3 separate regions of the Mus musculus genome follow, and regions 2 and 3 are each linked to region 1. Evidence: chromatin contacts called from public Hi-C data. All regions are on one chromosome and are shown on one strand. The core of a region is the stretch at or near the end of the contact, and the rest is flanking DNA. Distances in the headings are between cores, read along the strand shown.

What was found. Hi-C and Micro-C count contacts between places; a contact is called where the count stands out from the background.
Region 2: a contact with region 1 is called in a Hi-C map of liver, with 2.2 times the contacts expected there. The contact joins two enhancer-like sites. A contact is called at or near these places in 19 of 484 Hi-C or Micro-C datasets (bone marrow-derived macrophages, cortical neurons, embryonic stem cells and 6 more) and 7 of 115 datasets of contacts at active chromatin or transcription factors (bone marrow-derived macrophages, embryonic stem cells, extraembryonic endoderm stem cells and 4 more).
Region 3: a contact with region 1 is called in a Hi-C map of liver, with 2.5 times the contacts expected there. The contact joins two enhancer-like sites. A contact is called at or near these places in 2 of 39 promoter capture datasets (frontonasal cranial neural crest and maxillary cranial neural crest), 1 of 15 datasets of contacts at CTCF or cohesin (the NIH/3T3 cell line), 9 of 484 Hi-C or Micro-C datasets (bone marrow-derived macrophages, cerebral cortex, cortical neurons and 5 more) and 1 of 115 datasets of contacts at active chromatin or transcription factors (liver).

What each region holds. Positions count from the first base shown.
Region 1 is chr3:149,081,802-149,086,391 of GRCm38.p6, forward strand. It overlaps Gm30575 (a long non-coding RNA gene), which reads left to right. Exons shown (of 3, transcript XR_003954583.1): 1 at 1-3,752. Among named protein-coding and RNA genes, the nearest start is that of Gm30575, 5.7 kb to the left of the region's middle. Within about 2 kb of position 1,805, at least 14 of the 459 cell types and tissues checked have an H3K27ac peak or open chromatin away from gene starts, as enhancers often do. A contact at or near this core is called in liver, where this site is marked.
Region 2 is chr3:148,980,132-148,984,721 of GRCm38.p6, forward strand. It overlaps a transcript of Adgrl2 not described here. Among named protein-coding and RNA genes, the nearest start is that of Gm30827, 16 kb to the right of the region's middle. Within about 2 kb of position 2,455, at least 15 of the 459 cell types and tissues checked have an H3K27ac peak or open chromatin away from gene starts, as enhancers often do. A contact at or near this core is called in liver, where this site is marked.
Region 3 is chr3:149,180,541-149,185,130 of GRCm38.p6, forward strand. Gm30382 (a long non-coding RNA gene) reads right to left here. Exons shown (of 3, transcript XR_001784032.1): 3 at 647-1,842. Among named protein-coding and RNA genes, the nearest start is that of Gm52619, 6.8 kb to the left of the region's middle. Within about 2 kb of position 1,776, at least 3 of the 459 cell types and tissues checked have an H3K27ac peak or open chromatin away from gene starts, as enhancers often do. A contact at or near this core is called in liver, where this site is marked.

The DNA.
Region 1 (4,590 bases), core at 555-3,054:
GAACATTTTTGAAAGCTAATGAATTTAACAACCGGAATCTACAATCCTTCTATTGGTTGCCATAACTTTTCCTCATTGCCTGGGATGGATTCTCAAATCTCCCTTGTTAGGTAATTTGTCCTTTAGTTTAAACAGGGGAAAAAGCCACAGGGTTGCTGCTCCGACACAAACCTGAGTGAAAAATCAGCCAAGTACAGGCCAGTGTATTAACAGATTCTTGCTATTCCTTTCTTACGTCACTCATCATTCAATAAAGGACATGGGACAGGTGGGAAACTGAAGACAGACTCCAAGGAGGAAGCAGAGGACCAGGCACATCACAAGCAGCAATCAAGACTAAAGTTATTCAGGAGAGAGAAGTAGGAGGCATTCTGGGGATCATCACCCATCACACTAGGATGCGAAGGCCAACGAGCCTTTGGACATAGCCACATCCAGTGCAGGAATGGAATGCTGGGCAGGGGAAACGATGTGCTAGCCCAGTTGGCTTTGGTGTGAGCACTTTGTGGTAAAACAAACAAATAAACAAACAAAACAACAACAACAACAACAAAGATTTTAGGCTTCCCTCTTCAGGGAATGAATGGCCTTATAAAAATCCTCTTACACCAGAGGATCAGATACAGGAAACCTAAAAAGGCCAAGTGAGTTCTGAATAATGAATAGGAGTCCAGGCCCTGGCATCAGGGTTCTGGTGCTGGTAGGCATGGGGCATCTGGGCTTGAATCTGCCCCACGCTGTTGCCATTTTCAGCTTTCATGTACCCAAGTTTTTATGGGATAATTTTAAATTTTTTTCTATTTAATTAACATTTTGTTAAGTATGGTGGTAAAAAAGTTACTTGTGACCATTCTACAGCCCTCGATTTAACTTTTTAGCCAGTCAGAATGCTGGAGTATTCTTTTGTAATTTACTAAAAAGATAAACATAGAAAGTTGCAGAGGTAAGACAATTTATAAATCAATCCTATTATCATTAACACCATCAATTTTCATTCATCCAACAAGCTTTGTCTGCCTTGCCCTGTGTTGCCCTTTTTTATTCTTTGATCCTACAATGATCTGAAAACAAGCCGAGCATACAATAACCTGTTCTTCAAGAAACTGCCCGACGTCACTGGGTACAGACTGGTTAGCAATTCTGCTTCTCCACAAAATTCAATCTATTGGAGTAATTGGATCTTTGCTTGGCAGTAAGATGAATATAAGCGCTTTCAAAATACATTATTTAATTTGGTTTTAAATATACTTATATATGTAAGGCTGAGGGAAAGTGGCTTGAAAATATGAAAGCCACCTTGCCCCCATCTAAGTAACTCTTGTTAACTGAAAGCCTTAAAAATAAAAGAGTAGACATTATCCAAGTATGTTGGTATGTACAATCAAAATAGTCTTTATTTTTAAATTATTGTTTCTTTTCTCCAGCATAAAGATTCTCATGCACTTACAGGAATTAACTAATTCCTTGTTAAGCCTTATTCAGTCTCTGTGCTGAACAAACTCAACAGAACTGAGCCCAGGGAACGCTCAGAACACCTGAATGGATGCTGGAACTAAGCATAACGACCAGATAAGCCCATGGCAGCCTTAGAACTGACCGGACTTGCTTTCCTTGAGAGCCAGGAAACAGGATTTACCTCTGTCTGTCTCCCATGAGGTTGGTGTGACCCTGCCAAACGGCGACCTCACAGGTTCTGCACCTGGGCCAGTGTGGGTGGACAGGGCTGCAGGGTGTTCACGGAGAGTGCTCAGACTCGCCACAGCTTGTGAACTCTTCAGAGAGCAAACATTTCACAAGAATCTCATGACTGTTGCCCCACTGCCGATCAGAACTTACTTCTTCAGGAGCAGCTTTCTAACAACCAGCTCTCATCTAAGCGCTTCGGAGAGGACTTCTGTCATTTCATCAGCGGTGGCAGAGGCTTCCGGGACGGGCCACCCAATGAGGTTTAGATTAAACAGCTCTCTCCAGGGTAGCCCTCTGAATGCATCGAGCAGCAAAACTGAAGTGAGTCACGTGCTTCCTGACACAGTTTACTGTAAATCTTAAGGAATCTAGCAAGAAAAGTAGGCTCGTCTAAGAAAAGAGAGCAGGGAAAATGTACAGGGAAGAGGAAAATCTAGAAAGAAGAAACCAGGTTGCCAGTTCTGTGATTTTTTAACCGAGAATACTAAAGAAAGCAACACCACCTCAAACAAACAAAGCCATAAGCCCATATAACCTTGTGTGTGTGTGGTGGTGAGGAGTGGCTGCATGCTGACATTTACACTGTGGATGAGGCTTCAAGCAAACAAGACTGGAAACATCGGAAATGGTAGAAGGGATGGCTTCGGTTACCGATAGTGTGGAAGTCAGAAAGAAGTCAGTGAAGCCAGAAAGAAGGAAAATAATTTGCTTCTGTTGTCAAATATGCCCCCTTTTCTTTATCTCTCAGCCCTGTGACTAAGCTGGAGGGAAGGACCCTTGTTAAGGAGGAATGGAAGAAACGAGGAAATTAAGGTTGCAGGCTACTGGGAAGCGGTTTTGTCGGAAGGTTGGGTCTTACCACATTTTAAAGACTTCCAAGGGGATTACCCTCCAGAAAGTTTCATAATCTCAATCTGATATGTGATGGAATATCATCTGTGAGACTAGATCACTCAAACATTCGAATTTAGCCCAGGCTTCACACACAACCAGTTTCCCCCTGCCCTGTTCTGAGCTTTTCCCTCACCCCACCCTGCAGCCATCTCTAAAAGCCTATTCAGCCACCCCAGCCCCCATGACATGCATGGGGGTGGCATGTGGCAGGAGGACAAACAAGGTGGGATGGAGTTGACCTTTGTCCCACTGGCCAAATGTCACCACTCCTTGTTTTCTATCCTTTCCTTTCTATCTCAAGATGAGTTGAGACAAGCTGTTTTGAAAAATTACAGTCTCACAGAAGATCTTCTCCATTTACACACAGACTAGTGGATTGATTGGAGTTTCTCTCCATAGATACATGTCTTCTCCAAAGCCCCGGAAGTTCTGGAGAAGACAACAGTGTGTTCTATTATTTCTGAAATCTGGAAGTACTTGACATTAACTGGTGCTTAACAAATCTATGTTGACTAAAAGAACAGTGCTCAGAAACAATCGTTTAGAAAAGCATTCTTTTAGATGGTCGCTTAACATAGCTCCAGGTCAGCAGCAGGGAAAAGAGTTGTGAAATAAACCCGGAGGAGCCTGGGCAGGCAAAAGTGCAAACTATGCAAAGCAACTCACTGCGAGAGGAAGACAGAGGTTACAATGTAACTGAGGCCAGGAGCTCACTCAGACCACTGTGCTAAAGCTATACTGGCAAGCGGAAGCTGTGGCTGTTAGCAGGAGTAACAGACTTTCTTTTGGGAGTGGGGGATCCCAGGAATGTTCTTCACCCTTCCCTGAGAAAAATAGACATTCATTCCGACTTGCAAGATTTACATCTCAGGCAAACGACATCCCAGGTTAAGAAACTTCAAGATGACGCCTTTGAATGGTGACCTCCAAAGTGCCAAAGAGGCCATTCAAGGAGAGGTTTCTGTTCAGGTTGGGAACAATAGTCTCTAACCAGCACACTTAGAAATTCCATCCATTCCACTGGGCTGAATTGAAAGAAAGCTAGCTGCACCGGGTGCCACCCCCTCTCTATGAAGGTTACAGGAGATTCAACAACACCCTACAGAACAGAAGAATCACACAGCTGGCTTCTGGTCCTACCCTCAGCTCTCACAGCTAGAGAGAGGCACAGAGTAGGTTCACGACACACCTTAAAGAAAGGATGGGGCTTGTGCTTTGAAACTTCAACCACTTGCAAAACTACATTCAAAGAGACAGTGCTGTTAATAACAATAATCTGCTTCTTCAAAATGCTTGATCCTCACATCTCAAATGTGAGCCCTTGTCATGCCCTGAGCCCCGGAGGTGGGAGCGGTTCGTGCTTGTGAGGGACTGTTCTTCCTTTCAGGGTTTTGTTTTGTTTTGTTTTAATTTTCTTCTGTATTTGTGTACAGTGTGTGTGCCCATGCCCACTCAGGTCAAGGGGAAGAGCAGGGATCGGCTCTCACACACTGAGCCCAGAGCTCTGTGTTTCTGGATAGCCTGGGAACCAGCCAGCCTCAGCAATCCTCCTGCCTCTGCTTCTCTCACATCTCCATCGCTGCACTCCCCCAAGCCCAAGTGCTTCGTTCCAGGCACATGCTTTCTCTCACCCTTGTGTGGGTGCTGCCTGTCTGAATTCAGCTCCAAGGCTCTGCCTGGCTTGTGTTTGCTTGTTTGTTTTGTTTGAGAGTCTCACTATGTAGCCCTGGCTGACCTAGATCTCAGTCTGTAGACCAGGCTGGCCTCGAACGCAGAGACTCTTGCCTCCCTCTGCCTCCTGAGTGCTAGGATTAAATACCCATGGTATCTTACTAAGCATGAGGCAGGCTTCTTATGTGGGTTCTGGAGTCACCAACTTGCCTACTTACGCAGTCAGACCTCTTCCCCACTGAGCATTCTTCCTGTTCCTTTATGTCTTTTCTCTTCCCCTGGCAACAGCTTCCTCTAATAGTTTCCTTATTGCAATGGCAGAAAGAAATGTGTGTGTGT
Region 2 (4,590 bases), core at 1,205-3,704, 100 kb before region 1:
CCAGGGTATCTTAACTCTAGGCTATAATTTCTATTTGTTGACACAATGAAGTAGTTTTGTATCGTATCCATCTTTTTGTAAACATACACAGCCTATCAGTCTCCAGTGTGCCTTGTGTCGATTCACAGGAAGCCTTCAGCAAGCACCTGGCAACGAATGGCTGGAACATGGGACCAGAATCCAGCACTACCAAAGGATAGTCCCAACAGCCACAAGAAAACTGAGGACTTTAGGAACGAAAACAACTTTAAGGATCGAAAAATGAGGAGGGCAAGGAAGAAGCTGGGGATGGGACAATAGGGAGAGCCTTGCTTAGTAGCAACTAGAAGGCTCAATTCCTAGCACTGAGGGAAGGGGGGCGGAAATTAGTGGAGAAAAGGATGTGTAAGAAAAGTAATTTCAAATCAATAACCACAGCACCGAGCACTAAAAGACAGATGCTTTTAATGCAGAAGACTGAAATTTCCCTGTGGAAGGTATGTGTGGAATGAAAAAAGAAAAAGAAAAAGAAAATAAATGTTGCTTTTAAGGGAAGACAGAAAAATCATTTTTAACAACTCTTTCTCTACCTAAATGGAAGCTGGGAACTGGTTACATCATGGTACTCTACGGAAAATAAACACTAAGTACTAAGTTTATCAACATTGTGTCATGGTTCAGCCATCTTATGGCAAACTAGTAACTCTGGGTTACTATCCTCTAAGGGGGAAAAAAAAGCATTAGTCAAGACCAAAGTCCCGCCCCACCAGCCAACTGCCATTTTGACAGTAGTTGGGGTTAGATTGTTCTGCCGTCCAATGCTGGAGTACAGTCAGACGTATAGACCGGCACAGCAGTGTCACGGAGAGTGGCAACAGTGGGCAGTGTGGCTGCTTTATGGTCCAAAGGCTGAAAAGTCCTTGAAAGCAGAACAGAGCTGAACTCGCCAAATCATTTCCAAAGAGATGCATCAAGCAACCAAACAGAGTTTGGATTTTAAACTTGCATTAATTCTTAACCTAAAACTATCTAGAAATACCATTGTATCAAGAGGATCAGAATATAAATTGTTTGCTTTGTGTATATGGATGGCAAAGAATGGGGTTAAACGGTATGCTTTGATGGCTAAGCCATGCCTTTTTCATTATTTATTAGACTGCCCTGGCCCATCTTTTTGTCACTACTGAGCTAAAATTTCATTGTGCATATCAGAAAAGGACACAGGCTCTATATGCTTTTGTTCTGACAAAATAATATTGGTTGGATTTGATGATCTGTCTCAGGTTAAGCAACCATCTTAGCAGCTTCCACCATCCTTCACAGCCAAGGATTAACGTTCTCTTTTATCGCCATTTCTTTTTTTCTATCGGATAATTTAAAAATATATATCAAGGTTATTTAATATATTCTAGAATAGAATTAAAAATTGGTCATTGACTTAGGGGTGCTTCTCCGGCATGCTTCTCAACCCTGCACATCTGATTTTATGAAGTGCTAGATCCACCCCTTTAAAATGGCTTCGAGGGGGTCCAGGTTTTATCTTAGCCCATCCCCAGCTTTATGTGGGCTTCTTTTAAAGAAACTAATTGCAGTGCTGAAATTCAGAAATTGATGTGAGGTACCGTGTCTGCCTTTTAATGTTTGTAAGATGTTCCTCACAGATTGGGGCAAGGAAGGCATCAACGGCAGAACCAACTGGGACCCGTTTTCGTCCCCCGTTTTCATGCCCTGCCCTGATTAATGCCTTGCTCTGCAGAGGGAGACATTACATCCGGGCTAAGAGAGACCTAAATTTTACCCTCAGGCAGAAATCTGGTTTAAACATCTCTATTTAAAGTGACATTTGTCCTCCTCCTTTCAACTGGTTTCCCTAGAAATTCCAGGAAGTTGACTTCATGACCTAAAAACAGCCCGGTGGCTTTGGAGCAGCCCTTGTGACTATTACTGCAACTGGGTGAAGCTCCGTGGCAGAATGAATCAAGGTGGCCATAAAACAGGTGCCCAGCTATCTGTACTACTTTATTGTGCTCAGAATTTAAGATCGAGGGTTCCATATAACTCTAGTGTTGGTGATAAACGAGAGAGAGAGAGAGAGAGAGAGAGAGAGAGAGAGAGAGAGAGAGAGAGAGAGAGGGAGAGAGAGAGAGAGAGAGAGAGAGAAATCCTAAAGTGTTCCTGGGGCTGCTAACTGGCTCCTTTGTGATGGAGGGAGTTTCTTCAGATTCCTAAAATCATGCATAGCATTTCACAACACTGATCCAAAATATTAACTGATCAAAGAGTCTAAGAAAGCAACCTCTACAAGGAACGATAACACCCAAATGTACAGCTTCTCGCATGCTATCTGACAATTTCCGTGAAAATAAAAACAGGAAGAGAAAAGGGAAGAGATACATTAAAAAAAAAATTAACCCAGTAAGCAAACATGTGCATATTACAACAGAAGCCAACGCCCTCACACTGCTGGTGTGGCTTTTGATATTATTAAGCAATTTCAACACTGCTGGCAAGTTTCTACTAACCAAGGTAATCTAATTTCTGTTGCTTTTCAACCTAAATTGATTTTTTTTTTCCTTTTAGTTGTTCTGGTAATTGAACAAATTTATACAAGTGTGATGGGATTTTACTTACCACCACAATGCATAAAACCCTCTATGAAGACAAACACTATGACTTCATAGTGCTGTATTTTTGTTGTAATTAAACAAATTGTATCGGAATTTGCTTTGTGCTCCTCAGACATTTCCAAAGCATGTCCCATAACTGCACTCTATGGGAAGGTATTATGAGTTCAGTTCCTTAAACTGATTTTCCCCAGGGAGTATTTGCTTGTCAAATAAAAAAGGAAGGGGGGGGGAACACAAATAATAAGCTTTCAAAACTTATTGAATTAAAATTTGTTTTAGAAATATGCAGATTACTGCATTTAATGTATCAACCAATGACCTAATATATATGTGTGTGTGTGTGTGTGTGTGTGTGTGTGTGTGTGTGTGTGTGTGTGTGTTTAAAAGTATTTTTAGCTGATTGGACCTTTCTATTCTTATGGTCCGTGACCTGCCTAAAAATAACGACTTACATCAAAATTACATTAAGGAATTTCTCTAGTATATAACACATGCTTAAGAAAACCTACACATCAGATCCGGGTGACTAACTGAAGTCTAATAGGGCCCACTCACTCCTTGTTGGTGACCACTCAGGTCAGTATACTATGTGTTATGATTCACAGTACCTAATTACAGTAATTAGCCATCTATCTTTATATTAAACAAACCATTTCCTTAAGCTGTTCTTAAAGAATTTTTAAAAAAAAAAGCCAGTTCTTCACCCAATCTTTGAGAGCATCTCAGGCAACCGAAGATTTTACAGAATAGTCTCAGTCTACTTTTCTGATAAGATCACTCTAATTAGCGTAATCTGATGATTAAATGCCTTTTCAACCTTTAATCAGGAATTATTTGCAGAGATGAGTATTTGGGTATGCCTGAAGAACTAGTGTTATGTAACAGAAAGCCTAACCAACCTATGATTTTCATCTAGCTTCCAAGTAGAAATGTTTTAATCTTTGCTTAAAATAGTTCCAAAACAGTTGAGCCTGAGTGAACTGACTCGGAACTGACCAAGATACCTACAAGAATCTAAGTCCTTTTTCCGCTCAGCTACAAACATTGCTATTCTTAGTACGTCATCAAAACCTTCAATTTAGATAAGCATGCTTGTAAAACAGTCTTCGTCCACAACACACCTCATTTCTAGCACATATTACCTACAAAACTGTGGCGTTGTTTTACAAGAATCTACCCGATCAAATGCAGGCAGGTGTCAAATGACCCTTCAAGACTCAGAAGCAGATACAAAGAATCAAGATCACAAAGTGTAAGCTTCCTGCAGGGAAATTACTAAAAGTTGCACTTTGCAGGATGCTCGGTTCTTCTCTGTCCAAAACTGTTTGGCTCTTAACCGAAATCCACCTAGCCTGGGTTATAATTATCAGCACTTAGGTAAGTGATAAAGGTTTCGTTAAAATCAAACCAGAGTCTTGCTTCACAGGTGGGGTGCAGGTGAATGAAGATCACAGACAACAATAAATTTGTAGTGCTGCCTCTTGTCCATAACACATCTGGTAATGAACCATTGTTTAAGTAATTTTTCACAAAAGTTAGGTCAAATAAATATTTTCAGAGAAAGCAGAGCAGTAACGTTTTATTCCTGGGGTTTGCAGGTTGACAGTTCCTCTGACCTTCACCACATCTCTGTCCCTTTTCTCAGTTTGCCATGTTACTTAAGGACAGTAAATTACGACCTTAAATTTGTTCAGAAAGCACACAGAGTGAGTGCCAGGACTGATCAAAGTCCTAACCCGAAGTAAGTCTTGGTTTTGAAGCACTCTACTGCCCTGCATGTTCTGAGAAACACCCAGCAGCCCCGTGCTTCTGCTGAGGTGAGAACTACAGCACTGAAAACTCCCCAGTGCCCATCTGAAAGTAGGACTCTGGGCACTGCATGGGAGAGCTATGTATTCATATTCGCTTTCATGGCATTCGGAAGTTCTGCTGGGTGCTTTGATGTCACTCCACTAATAAAGCTGGGCGAAAAGCCTGGAAAACA
Region 3 (4,590 bases), core at 526-3,025, 99 kb after region 1:
CTCTCAAATGAACAGCAAGTCAAATTAAGGGAATAGCTCCACGATTCATAGCCAAGTTGCTTGAAATAAGAGTGTCACATTCTTTTCTAATTGCAAATGACTCGTAGACTTCTGGGGAGTTTTCTTTTCTTTTTTTAAAAGAACCTTACAATAGTCCGAGTGTTATGAGCTTTCCAGCTCCTTTTATCTAAATGGTGAATCTCAGTCCATTTTTTTTGAAAATGTATTGTTTTCACACTGTAATTAAATAGACAAGTCATCGTGTGTTAAAAATCAACTCATTATAAAAATCTGAGGACTTATAATTTGCTACCCAGACAATATTCTAACTAAGGAGCTTAGCAGCGGATGTGTAGAGGGGGAAGGAATGTAACTCACAAGCAATCAAACGATCAGAAGGTTTTTCTTAGAGTTATTTCTTCATATACTTATCTCAAGCAATGAGCTAATGCTCTAGAGAAAATTATTACAGCTTTAAAACATTGCCTCACAAAGACAAAATAAAAGGCTAAATATAAAAACAACTAAACAGCTTTTATTTGTTGTACATCATATCCCTAAGGCAAAAAATTTTAATAGCACACGAGTTGTGTTAAATAAAGTACTGCTTTCATTCAGTTCTTATTAAAAAAAAAAAAAAGCCCTTCTAGAATTAAAAGATTTTTGCCCCTATTCCAAATTTTTTTTTGTTCTTTCTCTTTTGTCTATATATCAGATTAACTTTTCATTTCATTGCCAAATCAAATTCTCTTTGTCTTTTTTTTCCAGAGGAGGGCAGGGTGGGAAGTTGGTCTTGGACTGGGAAAAGATAAATCAATAGCTTTTGTTTATATAGCTGAATCAATAATGTCTTCTTTTCATATAGGACTTGGTATCAAGACCATTTTGTTTCACAGTCTCAGGAACTCAAGAAGAAACATGTAACCCATGATTCACAGACATCCTTATAGAATAATAGCTCTGAGGGAGTGGGGCAAATAGGGTGTGTGCAATGTGTGTGTGTGTGTGTGTGTGTGTGTGTGTGTGTGTGCTCGTGCATGTGAGTGTCACATTCTGACATGCTCTTGTGTGCACTTACTGTTGTTTTTAGCAACTGAGAAGAGAGGTAAAGTGTGCAGGTCAAGGGTCTTTGGACTCATGTTATGAGAAGTTTAGGTTGTATGTGTTGTATGTGTGGTGTGTGTTGTATGTGTGGTGTGTCTGTTGTAATGCATGGGAGTATGCAGCTGGGTGAACCTGAGCATGAACACAGAAGCCACAGATGTCTTCTGCTGTGGCTCTGCACCCGATTCCTTTGAGACAGGTTGTCTCACTGAATTGGAAGTTTGCTGTTTTGGCCAGGCTACCTTACCAAAAATCTCCCAGGATCTCCCTGCTTCTCTTCCCTTTAATGTTGACATTACACAACCATAGTTAGCTCTTTTTATATTTTCTTAAGTGTTGGTTATAGAAGTTTCAACTAAGAATCTTTTATCTGCACAGCAAATCATCACCCACTGAGATATCTTCCTAATCTGAACATGGGCTCTTTGGAAATGTATGGTGGGCTATACAAGAATGTGTGGAAACTTGAATCAAACAAAGCATTGTTCTTATAGGACCAATGATTTTAATATACTTCTTGCTGACATCACTAGCAACTTGCTCTGTTCTGTAACCTTTAAAAGTGCAGCATATCCCAAAATGAGTTACTTATTAAACAAATGTTCTTTTTCTAGTGCAACTGACCTTTAAACGATTATTTCTCGGAGCCCACAACAAAGAGAAATTCACCTGCCGCCTTTACACTTTTGATGCGCTACCGTGAGTGGATCCCCAACCTTTTCATAACCTGGAAGAAACCTGATACACAACATGGAATTACAAAATGCTAATGAGCACTTTTTCCTTTAAGGGGAAGTCTTATTACTCTGTTAGCATGCTGGGATGTGCAGAAGCTATGCAAAAGGGTAGAAGTAAGCTGTTACTGCCTTCAACCTGCAACAATTTTAGATATCACAACTCTAGAGTCCTGGGATTGTAGTCATTTAGCCACTAAGGGCAGTTTCTGCAGGTTTTCCCCTATAACTTTTAAAGTGTGTAGCTGTGGGTCCCTGTAGGTGTGGGTATGTGTGATAATGGGTGGATAGGGTGTGCCTTTAAAGTTGCATTTAATTGAGAAAGTAGCGTTGTCACATTCGGGAACCTACTCAGTGTTTGTAGATAATCTGAGGTGAACCTCTACCCACTTAACCTGGAGACTCATCATCTGTATAAAAGGAAGAGGTTTTGTGATATTATATACATATACATATACATATACATATACATATACATATACATATACATATACATATACATATGCATATACATATACATATACATATACATATACATATACATATACATATACATATACATATACATATACATATACATATACACATACGTGTGTGTGTGTGTGTGTGTGTGTGTGTGTGTGTGTGTGTCTTGGTTATTCTTAATTAAATGGAGGTGGTAAAAGCAAGCTTTATTCAGGAATCAAATCAATCTAGCACATATTTAGAAGCTATGCATTTGTAAGAACTGTGTTTCCCCACATCCCATTGCTCTTTTCGTTGGCAGGTAACCTAGTTTATATTTCCGTAGACTTGAGGAATCTAACAGAAAGTTCATTAGCCTAAATATTTTCACTCAGAGAAAAGTGAAATTCTATTTTTGAAAAATCCCATGAAAAATAATTTTACCTGCAAACCCAGTAACATGCTAAGAGTCCACACTTCACACATACGGGGTTGTAAACTCAAGGCACAGATATCCACCTATGTTCAAGAATAAAAATTTTTTCTTGCAAAATCTAAGCCTAAAAGAGGTAGCTGGATGATAATAGATAGACAAATAGCTAGATAAATAGTAGATAGATAGACAGACAGATAGATGGATAGATGATAGATGATGATAGATGATAGATGATGATAGATGAGTGGACGTGTTGGTTCAAAGGTAATGGGCTTAAAATGTTAAGTCCCATTGCTTTAAACAACAATCCCTCTCCTTTTTCACTTATAAAATATGTCTACTGGAATGAATTACAAAAGTATCTGAGAATTCTTTTAAATAATGAAAACAAAGTATTTTTTAAATAACTTCCACAGAAGTTTTTTTTTTTTTTTGGACTCTAATGTGATAATATTTTCTAAATCATAAGGGCAGGGCAGCTAAAAGCTCCGAGGAAAAAAAACCAAAATTAACATCCTTTTGGGGAAAAAAATCAACTCCAAAAGAAAAAAAAAATAGCAATATATCTTGTTTGCCTTCTACAATTTAATTTACAAAATGGCAAATCGGTTATTTTATTGACATGTTACCACAGAGAAAAACAGCCAGACCTTAGACTAAAGGAGTTTATTAACAAGACTTCCGGAGTCTTATTCATTAATTTGGTTGGCTGCTGACAAACAGAAGAAAATCAACAGCTCTGGATAAAATAATCATCCAGGGCTTCGATGTCTGTAAACGATTTAAATTCCTGACATTGAATATTTATAGTGAGCCATGAGCCTTTGACAGTCACCATATTTCAGCCGGCTCTCGGCTCCCAACACAGACACAAACCCAGAGGTTTCCTGATGGATCTTCAGCCCCTCGCCTCTCTTGGTCGTTTGGTCTGTGTCACCATGAGATAAGGGACACCCAGAGTGTTACTGACAGTCTCCTAAGACCTCACCCCCTGCCTGGTGGTCCTCCCTCCCCAGAACTATAGTTCAGATGCATGAGGCCCTCTGCCCTTTCAGCGGCAGCCCTGTGGGATAGTTCTACACTTATCACCGCGATCACAAATCAGCATTGGCTTCCATCCTCCGGCTTCAAGAGCCTACTCTGCCAGGCAGCAGAGACAGCATTTCGGCCGCAGATGTGACCGGTTAACTGTACAAGCAAAGAGGGGAAATCCACGCAACAATACTTCATTCAGCGAGGGAGTCTGCAGCGGATTACAGCTTCTCTCTGCTTAAGTCTGGTCTTAATTTACTGCTTTTATTCAGTTTTCAACCACAAACGAGCCCCTTATGAGGTATTCACTAGGCAGAATTGACAACTCTTTTTATCTACTTGAAAAATATTTTTGGATAATAATTTATGGTTACAAAATATTTTAAGCAGTTTGAACACTTATCATGCTTTCGATGCTTAACCGTGCAGTATCCTCTGTTTAAAAAATAGTAATAATAATGGACTCCCAGACAATCTGGTCATGTTACACACAGCATTTGTAACAACGGAGTGATTTGGCCACATAGAAACACAAATTAAAAAAAAAAAAAAAAAAAAAAAAGAACTCCACGTATTTCACGGAGAATGTCTTTCCTAGGCTCTTAAATTGCATCTCAGGAGAACATCAGAGTCCAGAATGGTATATCCAGGCTCCGAATGTGGGAAAAATAATTTTGGCAAGTATTGTATTTTACTTATGGGTTAATGTTTAAAATAACATATTTTTGAATACTCTTCAGAAGAGAAAAAAAAGCCGTCTCTCTGTGGACACGAAGTACAGTTCATGTTCTGTTTGTACTTTATATAGGAACCTGGAGGGCAGAGACTAATTTAGACTGT